Linked DNA regions of Zea mays: regions 2 and 3 are each linked to region 1. The links are chromatin contacts, called in public Hi-C maps. All regions are on one chromosome and are shown on one strand. Each heading gives the region's core, a stretch centred on a gene start, on an enhancer-like site or on the middle of the called end of the contact. The rest is flanking DNA. Distances are from core to core; before and after follow the strand shown. Region 1 holds the start of LOC100272940 (26S proteasome non-ATPase regulatory subunit 4-like protein). Region 2 holds the start of LOC100193461 (putative thaumatin domain family protein). Region 3 holds the start of LOC100194323 (Putative pentatricopeptide repeat-containing protein).

The links. A called contact is a pair of places that touch in the nucleus more often than the background predicts.
Region 2: a contact with region 1 is called in a Hi-C map of ear, with 2.5 times the contacts expected there. The contact joins the promoter of LOC100193461 here to the promoter of LOC100272940 in region 1. A contact is called at or near these places in 4 of 25 Hi-C or Micro-C datasets (bundle sheath, ear, leaf and 1 more).
Region 3: a Hi-C map of leaf shows a contact between it and region 1, with 5 times the contacts expected there. The contact joins the promoter of LOC100194323 here to the promoter of LOC100272940 in region 1. A contact is called at or near these places in 6 of 25 Hi-C or Micro-C datasets (bundle sheath, ear, leaf and 2 more).

The regions. Positions count from the first base shown.
Region 1 is chr1:32,986,603-32,989,651 of Zm-B73-REFERENCE-NAM-5.0, forward strand. LOC100272940 (26S proteasome non-ATPase regulatory subunit 4-like protein) reads right to left here and starts at 1,387. Exons shown (of 11, transcript NM_001147392.1): 1 at 1,314-1,387; 2 at 1,115-1,228; 3 at 899-1,004; 4 at 618-732; 5 at 327-536; 6 at 1-246. The coding sequence starts at 1,325.
Region 2 is chr1:33,256,946-33,259,829 of Zm-B73-REFERENCE-NAM-5.0, forward strand. LOC100193461 (putative thaumatin domain family protein) reads left to right here and starts at 1,621. Exons shown (of 3, transcript NM_001399093.1): 1 at 1,621-1,794; 2 at 1,925-2,687. The coding sequence starts at 1,731.
Region 3 is chr1:32,641,058-32,644,237 of Zm-B73-REFERENCE-NAM-5.0, forward strand. It overlaps LOC100194323 (Putative pentatricopeptide repeat-containing protein), which reads right to left and starts at 1,715. Exons shown (of 1, transcript NM_001139361.3): 1 at 1-1,715. The coding sequence starts at 1,701.

The DNA of each region.
Region 1 (3,049 bases), core at 137-2,636:
ACAGAATCACTGTTTGAGCTTGGGACATTGTTATGTTCTGTATTAGAAGTATCTTCAGCAGCCTTTTTTGCAATAGCCTCTTGCCTTGCCCGCTCTTCTTCCATAGACAACCGCAGGGCAAGTGCCAATTCTGGATCTACGTTTGGGTCCACACCAAATTCAAATCCAGATGCTCCAGTAGCTGCGGCAGCTGCTGCGGAAGCAGCAAAACCGCTTCCACCTTCTTCACCAGTAAATATAGGAGTGCTGGGTAAAGATAGAAAAACAAGGTTAACATATATGCAGCATAAGAAAACTTAGAACCCGGTAACGTGGCACACAATTACCTTAGGAGGACATCAGAGAGGGCATTTTCACCAGGAGGGATATGAACAATGTGACTGCTATCACTGCTGTTAACAGCAGCAATCAATGCTTCCAGTTTCTCAGGTTTTTCATCATCGGATTCACCAAAGTCAACAATGTCAAGAGCAACATTGTTCTTTTTCAGCTTCTTCCCAATGGTCTCCAAAACTTTCTTGTCGTACTTCACAGGACTGATACACATGACAAGACTCATTAACTTAAATTCAAACAGAATTAATGATCGCCATAAAAGTTATGCCACCACTGCATACCTTCCAATGAAAGCTATAATCCTCTGCTGCTGCCTCTTGTTCTGGCGATGCTTTAGAGCAAGCTGGGCAACCTGGATTGCCGCAGCCAAGTTTGCCTCAGCGCCAACTTCTAACCCTATATAGTACATTGTTGTGCATTACTTGGTTAAGCAAACTACAAGTACCATGATCTAACAACTTATGCGACAGATTAAGCAGTTGCACTGAATCCCTAAACTAATTGGCAAAAATTCTCTCAGCACAATAGTAAAGAAAATGTTTTGGGATCGATGTGAGCTTACCGTGCATACAGGCGAGAATCTTCCCGAGGTCGCTGGTGGGAGTGACAAGCACGCGAACACCCTTCCCGGCCATTGTCATCACGCCTACCGTGTTCTCCGGGTTTGACTGCACCACCCAACAACCAGAAGCAATCAGATCCGGAATCCCAGAAACCCTAGCTCACAAGAAACTGCGAAAGTACGATCGATTGGTTCGGTGGATGGGGCCGGGGGTACCTGGGTCTTGGCGCCGCAGATGAGGTTGACGGCATCGGCCTGCGCCTGGAACCGCGACGGAGCGTAGTCGCCGTTCCGCATCCATTCCGAATTGTCTATGCAGATCATCGTTGCCTGCAAAGGAAAACCAACACGATGGGAGATTAGTTAGGGATCGGAGTTCTCGGAGCGAGAAACGGCAGCAGGGCGCATGTCGTACCTCGAGCACCATGGCGCCGCCGGTGGACGTGTCGCTGCCGGTGTCAGGGCAGGGTTTGCGCTGGTTTGGGGAGCAAGATAGAAACTAGTTATTAGGAGACTAGAAGGGACGGATGTGTATCACGCTCTCTATCCAACCATTGTCCTATTCTATACATTCTCCGGTTATTTCTAATTTATAATTTATTTAACCATTTTACACTAAATTTATCAATACATATTATTAAAAATACATTATTGTTATTAGTTTTTCTGGTATCGTTTAACATATAATATATTTTACGTATAGTTTTAATTTTTATAATTTTTATAAAAATAAATAAGATGAGCCAGTTAAACTTAGACAAAAAATTAAACGGACTACAAATTGAGACGGAGGGAGTACTAATTAGTTGACCATGGATTATCATATGGATAAACCCTGCTTAAATATGATAGTAACACAATTCAAACCCATAGGCTATCATATCGCGCTAAAGGGAGATCGTCGTGGACTAGGACAGAGTCAACACACGCATCGATGGTCAGCGTGCTTCCGGATCGAACTAAACCAATGTCGAGTTAGGCATGCAGTAGTTCTGTCCCTATTGGTGCAGTGGATTCGGCAGTGCGCCTCACACAGAACTGAACGTGTGATGCCACACTTCTAGGTCATATCACGTGGATCTGGTTGTGCTCGTGGTGCGCCTAAGATTTCGCCCTACAGTCATCGGGAGGTGATGTGGCTAGAAGAGAGGTGGAGACAACAGGTGATGAGGTATGTGGTGTGGGGTGAGACGAGATAAAGTTTTTTCTCTCACTATTTTTTCACGCTCACGAGATCACGGATGGTGAGGGAAGATGTATTATATTATAAATAGCCAAATAGGTTGTGTCTAGCCCCCAGATAAGACACATTTAATAGTGTTGTGGTCTAGCCCGACATGATTCAAAGTGTGCCCATGTTGTTTCTAGGACGTCTTCTCAGACCGCGTTTCTAGCCCAGCCCAACCCGATATATTTTTTATTTTCAAAACATTAGTTTATATATATACTATACTTGTCCTTTGTATAACACAAATGAACATGAGCTGTAGTGGTTAGAAGATGAGCGCTTCGTTCCTTGCAACCATAGTTTGAACCCTAGGTGTGCCCCATTTTTTACTGTTCCGCTGGGCACACGCGAAGAGGCGGACGACGCACGACGAAACTCCTACTTCAAAGATGTAGAGATAGATATTTTAGTAAAGGCTCAAACTATGCATAGAACGCTAAAAAAATTCACAGCTGAGTGAAGTTAGAGCTCTCCCTATGTCCAATAACTAATGTAGGGTGCTACATAAGTGTCAAATACATATACATGATTCATATGACAAGAATGCAAATCATAGAAACAGAAAATCTAAAAATTACTCAACACAACATTGACACTCCAAAGATATTCAACGCAACAAACAAAAGACCTGGCACCACATAAAGCTATTCTAATGTATGTATACTAAAATAGTATAGATGTGCTAGAACAACATACATATTACATGTCATTGTCCATCAAACATATAGAGTGTAAGTGAGCATAATATTACATAAATAGAGTCTTCAGTCGCGAAAACGACTATGCGCTTAACTCACACACTCCCAACTCTGAAGAAAATAGGTAACTAACACAAGTGTTTGTGGTGATGAAACCGTTCACTTCGGCAAAAAACATAAGAAGAGAAAAGAACAAACATGAACCCAAACACTAAATCCCCCCTC
Region 2 (2,884 bases), core at 371-2,870, 270 kb after region 1:
TATATCTAATAAATTTATTATAAAAATATTTTCTTCTCAAATGTAATAACACTTATTAGTCATTATGGACACTGATATTGTTTTAAATTATATTTGCTTAATTTTATTTTTTAAAAAAAAAAACTTTCTTGCTCTAAAAATGATATGTATGTTTATTTTAGGACGGAGGGAATTGTTCCATATGGCCGATGGAGGCTATATAGGGATGCTTATGTTTGAGTGTTGATAATGATTATTACTAGACTCCAGCAACCCATGTTATATTGTTTATCCATTCCAAAAAAACTGTGTGTTATTAGAACGCTTGAATCTGTTTTATTTGGGTTGAATTGTTCCAATAATACCTTTTTTCTATTGGATTCTTGAAATCCGATAGGACCAGCATCATCTGAACCTTTCTCCCGTTCGGTGAAAACAAAACATGTGCGCGGGGCCGCGGGTGCATCGGATGTGTTATCAGTCTTGGCTGGAGCCACGTGGGCATGTGTTTTCGGGTGGAGAAAATACCGCACACCTGTGGGGTCTGTGGGCCAAAAATCGTGGGAAAGAACTTAGAAACAACTAGTAAAAGATGTGCGAATGCCATAACCCGTCTATCCCAAATACTCACATTTTTGTCGTGCCTGCAAACCCGTACCGTTTGACGCCTCTGTCGCGCTGTGCTGCCGCGGCAATACGTGCCTCGTGCTTGAGAATGATTGAGATCCCGTGCGCCCATCAGCCCATGTGGGAAGGCGAACTAACTGCTTGTCTTGTTGGTTCTGCTCAGCTCTTGTAGCACTAGGCAGCTGTGCTCCCCCAGTCCCCTCCTCCCTCCTCATGAAACGGGCGGGCGATGATTCCTGGGCATGTGCTCGCTCGCTCGCTCGCTTGCCAACAACATGTTAGCGTCGGGCACTGAAGCTGGTAGCCGTCGCTGTCGCTGTCGTTGTCGAATCTAATGGCCCGAGCCGTCCTTGATTATTCCAGGCGTGAAACCTTATACCAAACACGAATACTCACTCCACTCCACCTCTGTTATTTTTTCCAGCTCCTTTTCCGCTAGGGAAGATTTCCCGTGGACGATGGAAAATCTCAAAATTCCAGATCGGTGAGGTGAAACCGAAACGAGCACACCACGTAACCGAAACCCGCACGGGCACAGCTTCCGGCCGGCGCGGGCCTTTTTTTTCCTTTCCTGCTCTGCTCAGCTTCCCCGTTTCTTCCCGCGTCGATCACCTCCGCTCCACACATCATTTCCCGTCGTCGACGATCATCTCTATAAAATGGACTACCGGACGAGGAGGTCAAAATACCAGCCAGCTCCGATCGGTCGCTCACGGGCGTCGAGATATTTTTGGGAGCTGATATCACCGCGACGCCGCGCACGGAGCCCGGAGCAAGGCGTGGTGGGACCGGTTATTGGTAGCGTATAGCAGCCCCACGCGCGGACAAAAAAGGAAGTCGGCGAGGGGAGCTGGACTCGGTGCCGACTTTGGCTGGGAGGCTGACCTCAGGGCCCAAGTGACCGACGGTCCTCCCCTCCCCTCTCCTTGGGGGGTCGGTCGTCCTCGTCCCTTGGGCTGCGCTGAGAGCCTGGACTCCTCCTATATAAAGTCAAGCGGACGTCAAAGATCAGTCGTCCGCCTCTCATCCCTCCCGTTGCGGCCGACCATCACCAACGGAAGTCGGCAGAGTGAGCCAAGGCCCTGTGTGTGTGTGTGTCTGCCACATTACCTACCCAGATCGAAATGGCGCGGTGCCCAGCTGCTCATGCCGCTCTCTGCTCCCTTGCTCTGCTCCTCCTGCTTCCAGGTGAGTTCGTGATCTCTGCTCTGCTCTGCTCCGCTCTGTCCCCGCCCTTTCGCATTCAAGCAGTGCGCGCTGCTGTTCCGTGACCCCGCGCTGACCCTCCGTGCGGCCGGCGCGCGCGCTTGCCTTGCAGCTGCGCGGGCGGCGACGTTCACCATGACCAACAACTGCGGCTACACGGTGTGGCCGGGGCTGCTGTCGGGCGCCGGCACGGCGCCGCTGCCCACGACGGGGTTCGCGCTGGCGCACGGCGCGTCGGCGGCGGTGGACGCGCCCGCGGGCTGGTCGGGCCGCGTGTGGGCGCGCACGCTCTGCGCCGCGGACGCCGCCACCGGCAGGTTCTCCTGCGCCACGGGCGACTGCGGCTCGGGAGCCGTCCAGTGCAACGGCGGCGGCGCCGCCCCGCCCGCCACGCTGGCGGAGTTCACGCTCGGCGGATCCGGCGGCCTGGACTTCTTCGACGTCAGCCTTGTGGACGGCTACAACGTCCCGATGCTCATCGTCCCCGCGCAGGGCGCGGGCGGTGGTGGCAGCAGCAGCAGCAGCAACGGGTCCGCGGGCGGCTCGAGCAAGTGCATGGCCACCGGCTGCCTCGTGGATCTCAACGGCGCGTGCCCAGCTGATCTGAGGGTAATGGCTGCGTCGGCGTCGGCGTCCGCGTCCGGCGCCGGAGGGGCTGTGGCGTGCCGCAGCGCGTGCGAGGCGTTCGGGTCGCCGCAGTACTGCTGCAGTGGCGCCTACGGAAACCCCAACACGTGCCGCCCGTCAACCTACTCGCAGTTCTTCAAGAACGCTTGCCCGCGCGCCTACAGCTACGCCTACGACGACTCTACCTCCACCTTCACGTGCGCCACCGGCATCAGCTACGCCATCACATTCTGCCCGAGCACCACCAGGTAAATTCTTTCCCAAAATGGAGGTTTCCCTTGTCATACAAGCTCCAAAGGTTAGTGTTTACCTGAAATGGCACCAAATTATTGAGGTGGCTGAATGCCTATTCCGGATGGCAAATTGGATAGCTTGAGACCAGAGGCTGAGACATCACACAGACAGTCCACACCACTAAGGCTTTATTTGTGTACTCTATTAGGGC
Region 3 (3,180 bases), core at 465-2,964, 350 kb before region 1:
TCCCAATAGCTCATCCAGTTTATGGTAGATCATTTCAGATTGTGGGTGACATCTATCACCAATATGAAATGTGTGAACCTGATCCCCTAGCTCAACAATACTAGTACCAGGAAATTTCTTGATACCCTTATTCACCATGACACTTCTCACCGAGGTAACATCTGCCCATCTCCCAGCTCTAGCATACATATTAGATAACAGCACATAGTATCCTGTTTGTTCAGGTACTAAGCTGAACAGATTGTCTGCTGCCACGAGTCCAATGTCCATATTGGAGTGAATTCGACAAGCTTGTAATAAGGCTCCCCAGACTCTTTCATTTGGCTCAATCAGCATTGTCGTGATAAAATCATATGCCTCGTTTATACATCCAGCACGGCCGAGAAGGTCCACCATGCAAGTGTAGTGCTCTGCTTTTGGAATGATATGATACCTGGATGTCATGGAATCAAAGTAGTGCTTTCCATCAGCCAAAAGTCCAGCATGGCTGCATGCTGCTAGAACAGCAACGAAGGCAATAGAGTCTGGTTCCAGCCCCTGTCCTAGCATCTTCTCAAAAAGATCAACAGCCTCTCTTCCATGACCATGCTTTCCATAAGCAGATATGATTGAAGTCCATGATATCACATCCCGGGCACTCATCAAATCAAAGATTTCCCTAGCATCCTTCAAACAGCCGCAGCTTGCATACATGTCCATGAGAGCATTTTCAAGCAACAAGTTAGGGCACATATTTTTTCGCTTGATAATCTCGTGGATACGTTTTCCCACTGAAAATGCTGATAGCTCCCCACATGGAGGAAGAACAGTTGCTAGAGTAATTGAATCTGGCTCAACCTCATCCTTTTCCATCAGCATGAACAGCTCAACTGCCTTAACATGAAATTCATTGTTAGCATATACAGCGAGCATAGCATTCCAAGATATAAGTTCCTTAAACTGCATATTGTCAAACACTCTCCTCACAAACCTAATGTCATCTGGCTTGGCGTTCCCCATAGCGGGTAAGATACCTGCCATGGTGCCGGCATCTGGCATTGAACCCTGCAGCACCACAAACTGCTTGAAAACCTCAATAGCACGGTCGAACAGACCCACACGCGCGAACCCCGCGATCATAGCATTCCAAGAGACGACGTCCCGGTGCGGCATTCCGTCGAACACTCTGTAAGCGTCCTCCGGGCGGCCGCACCGCGAGTACATGCTGATCGCGGAGTGTGCCACGTAGACGTTCCTGTCGAGGCGGAGCTTAGCGACGGCGGAGTGGATCTGGAGGCCGAGGAGGAGATCCTTGGACGCCGAGCACGACTTGAGCGCGAGCGGGTAGGTGTAATGGTCGGGGAAGCAGGCTGGGCCCCGCGGCCGCATGGAGGCGAAGAGGACGAGCGCATCGCGGTGGAGAGAGGAGGCGGTGAGCGCGCGAATGAGTACGTTGAAGCAGACGGTGGTGGTTCTGCTCCTGCCGTCGGGGGAGGAGGACTCGAGCACGGTGTGCGCCAAGGGGAGCGCGGAGCAGGCAGCGTAGGCTTGGATGAGTTTGACGTTAGCGTGTGCCGCGGATGGGTGAGAAGGGTGGAGCAGCACGAGGAGCCGCGCGTGCGCGGCGCGCAGGGATGGGAGGTGGGCGGGTGCACGGCAGGCGGCCAAAAGGCGGAGGAGAGACTCGCCGGACGTGGGGAGGTGGCTCCGCGATGCGTGCATCCGATCTGCTGGAGCCTGGAGTGTCGTGTCCCGTGGTCACCGTCGACGGCGCGAGACACCGATGATTAGGACCGAAAAAAAAAGCTGGAGCTCCACGAGCTGACTCGGGCTCAGACCGGCTCGACGTTTAGAACGAGGCTAACAAGCCGAGCCTGTTTTTATGGATCGTGGTTCGCTATAGTTCGTGAGCTGGCTCGTGGCTCGCCAACAACAATTTAGTACATAAAATTCTGATTAACATATAATATTAGTACTGAGAATTATGTTATTTGAGTAGACAATTCATTTATGAACTCGCCTTGCTGGAAACGGATTGAGCCGAGTCTTCTTTTGAGAGGCTGGTGATATCCTAGGCGGGTTAATAGGATTGATGTCTCTTCTGTTTTAGAAAGTCTACCTTAAAAGATTTGCATGAGTAAGTGATTCAGACATAGAATGCATGACGCGTATAGGCTTAGAGGGATCACATAACATGCATACGACGACACTAGTCACACAAACGTGACTAAAAGAGAATAAGATTGACAGATTACATTACCAATAAGGTACATCTTTTTTAAGTATAACTCAAAAGAACCTCTGGGTTAAATATGTTTGGCTTAAAACAATTTTGAGATGGGTGACCGATCGAGAAATTTTCTCGGGTGCGCATAAGTGAGGTTAAAGTACGCACAAAAGACATGTCAGTATGTATGATGGTCTATAATCTTAGAGGGTTGTCAAGAGTAAGTATCGTCGGTCAACAAGTAAAAGTGGTGTTATAGAATATCACATTACTACTCCATCGAAACTTGTTGATTGTCCTCAAGTAATAGCATGTCATGTGATGCATAGTTGCGTACCCATATTTACTCATCCTAAAGTTGCTAGTGTGAAGATGTGCAACAGCATGTCATGTAATCATAGTTGCATACCCATATTTACTCATCCTAAAGTTGCTAATGTGAAGATGTACAAGTAGACTGACACGAAAATGTATGTATGTCAGGGTTTAGTTATCTAAAGGATAAGGATGTCTCCAGCAAATCATATATATAGTTAAGGGCGAACCCATATTGGTCCCAACGAGGGCACATGCCCCAGCTCAAAATCTGCTAACTAGAGTTAATAGACAATTTTTCACCATTAGTGCCCCATCTCAAGCAAATTAGAGGCCCTCACATAAGTACATATTCAACAAAACTTCACATATGGATAGAAGTATGCCCCAGCTTAGTTTTTTGTCTGGGTCCGCCCCTTATATGATCATGCAAAACATTGTTTTGTATTGTAGACTATATTATTCATATAGTGAAGTTTAAAATACAAGATGGGATAAGAGGTAGCATGGGTAAGCTCGTAGAGACAGCCTAAGCATGCCAAGAGGAACCATGCACAGGGCCATATCACCACGAAATGTCAGTTTGTCAGTATGCACCATCATACTATGACGCTAATAATGTATCCTTTCCACATTCTGTCCATAGAGTTTCGGGATTC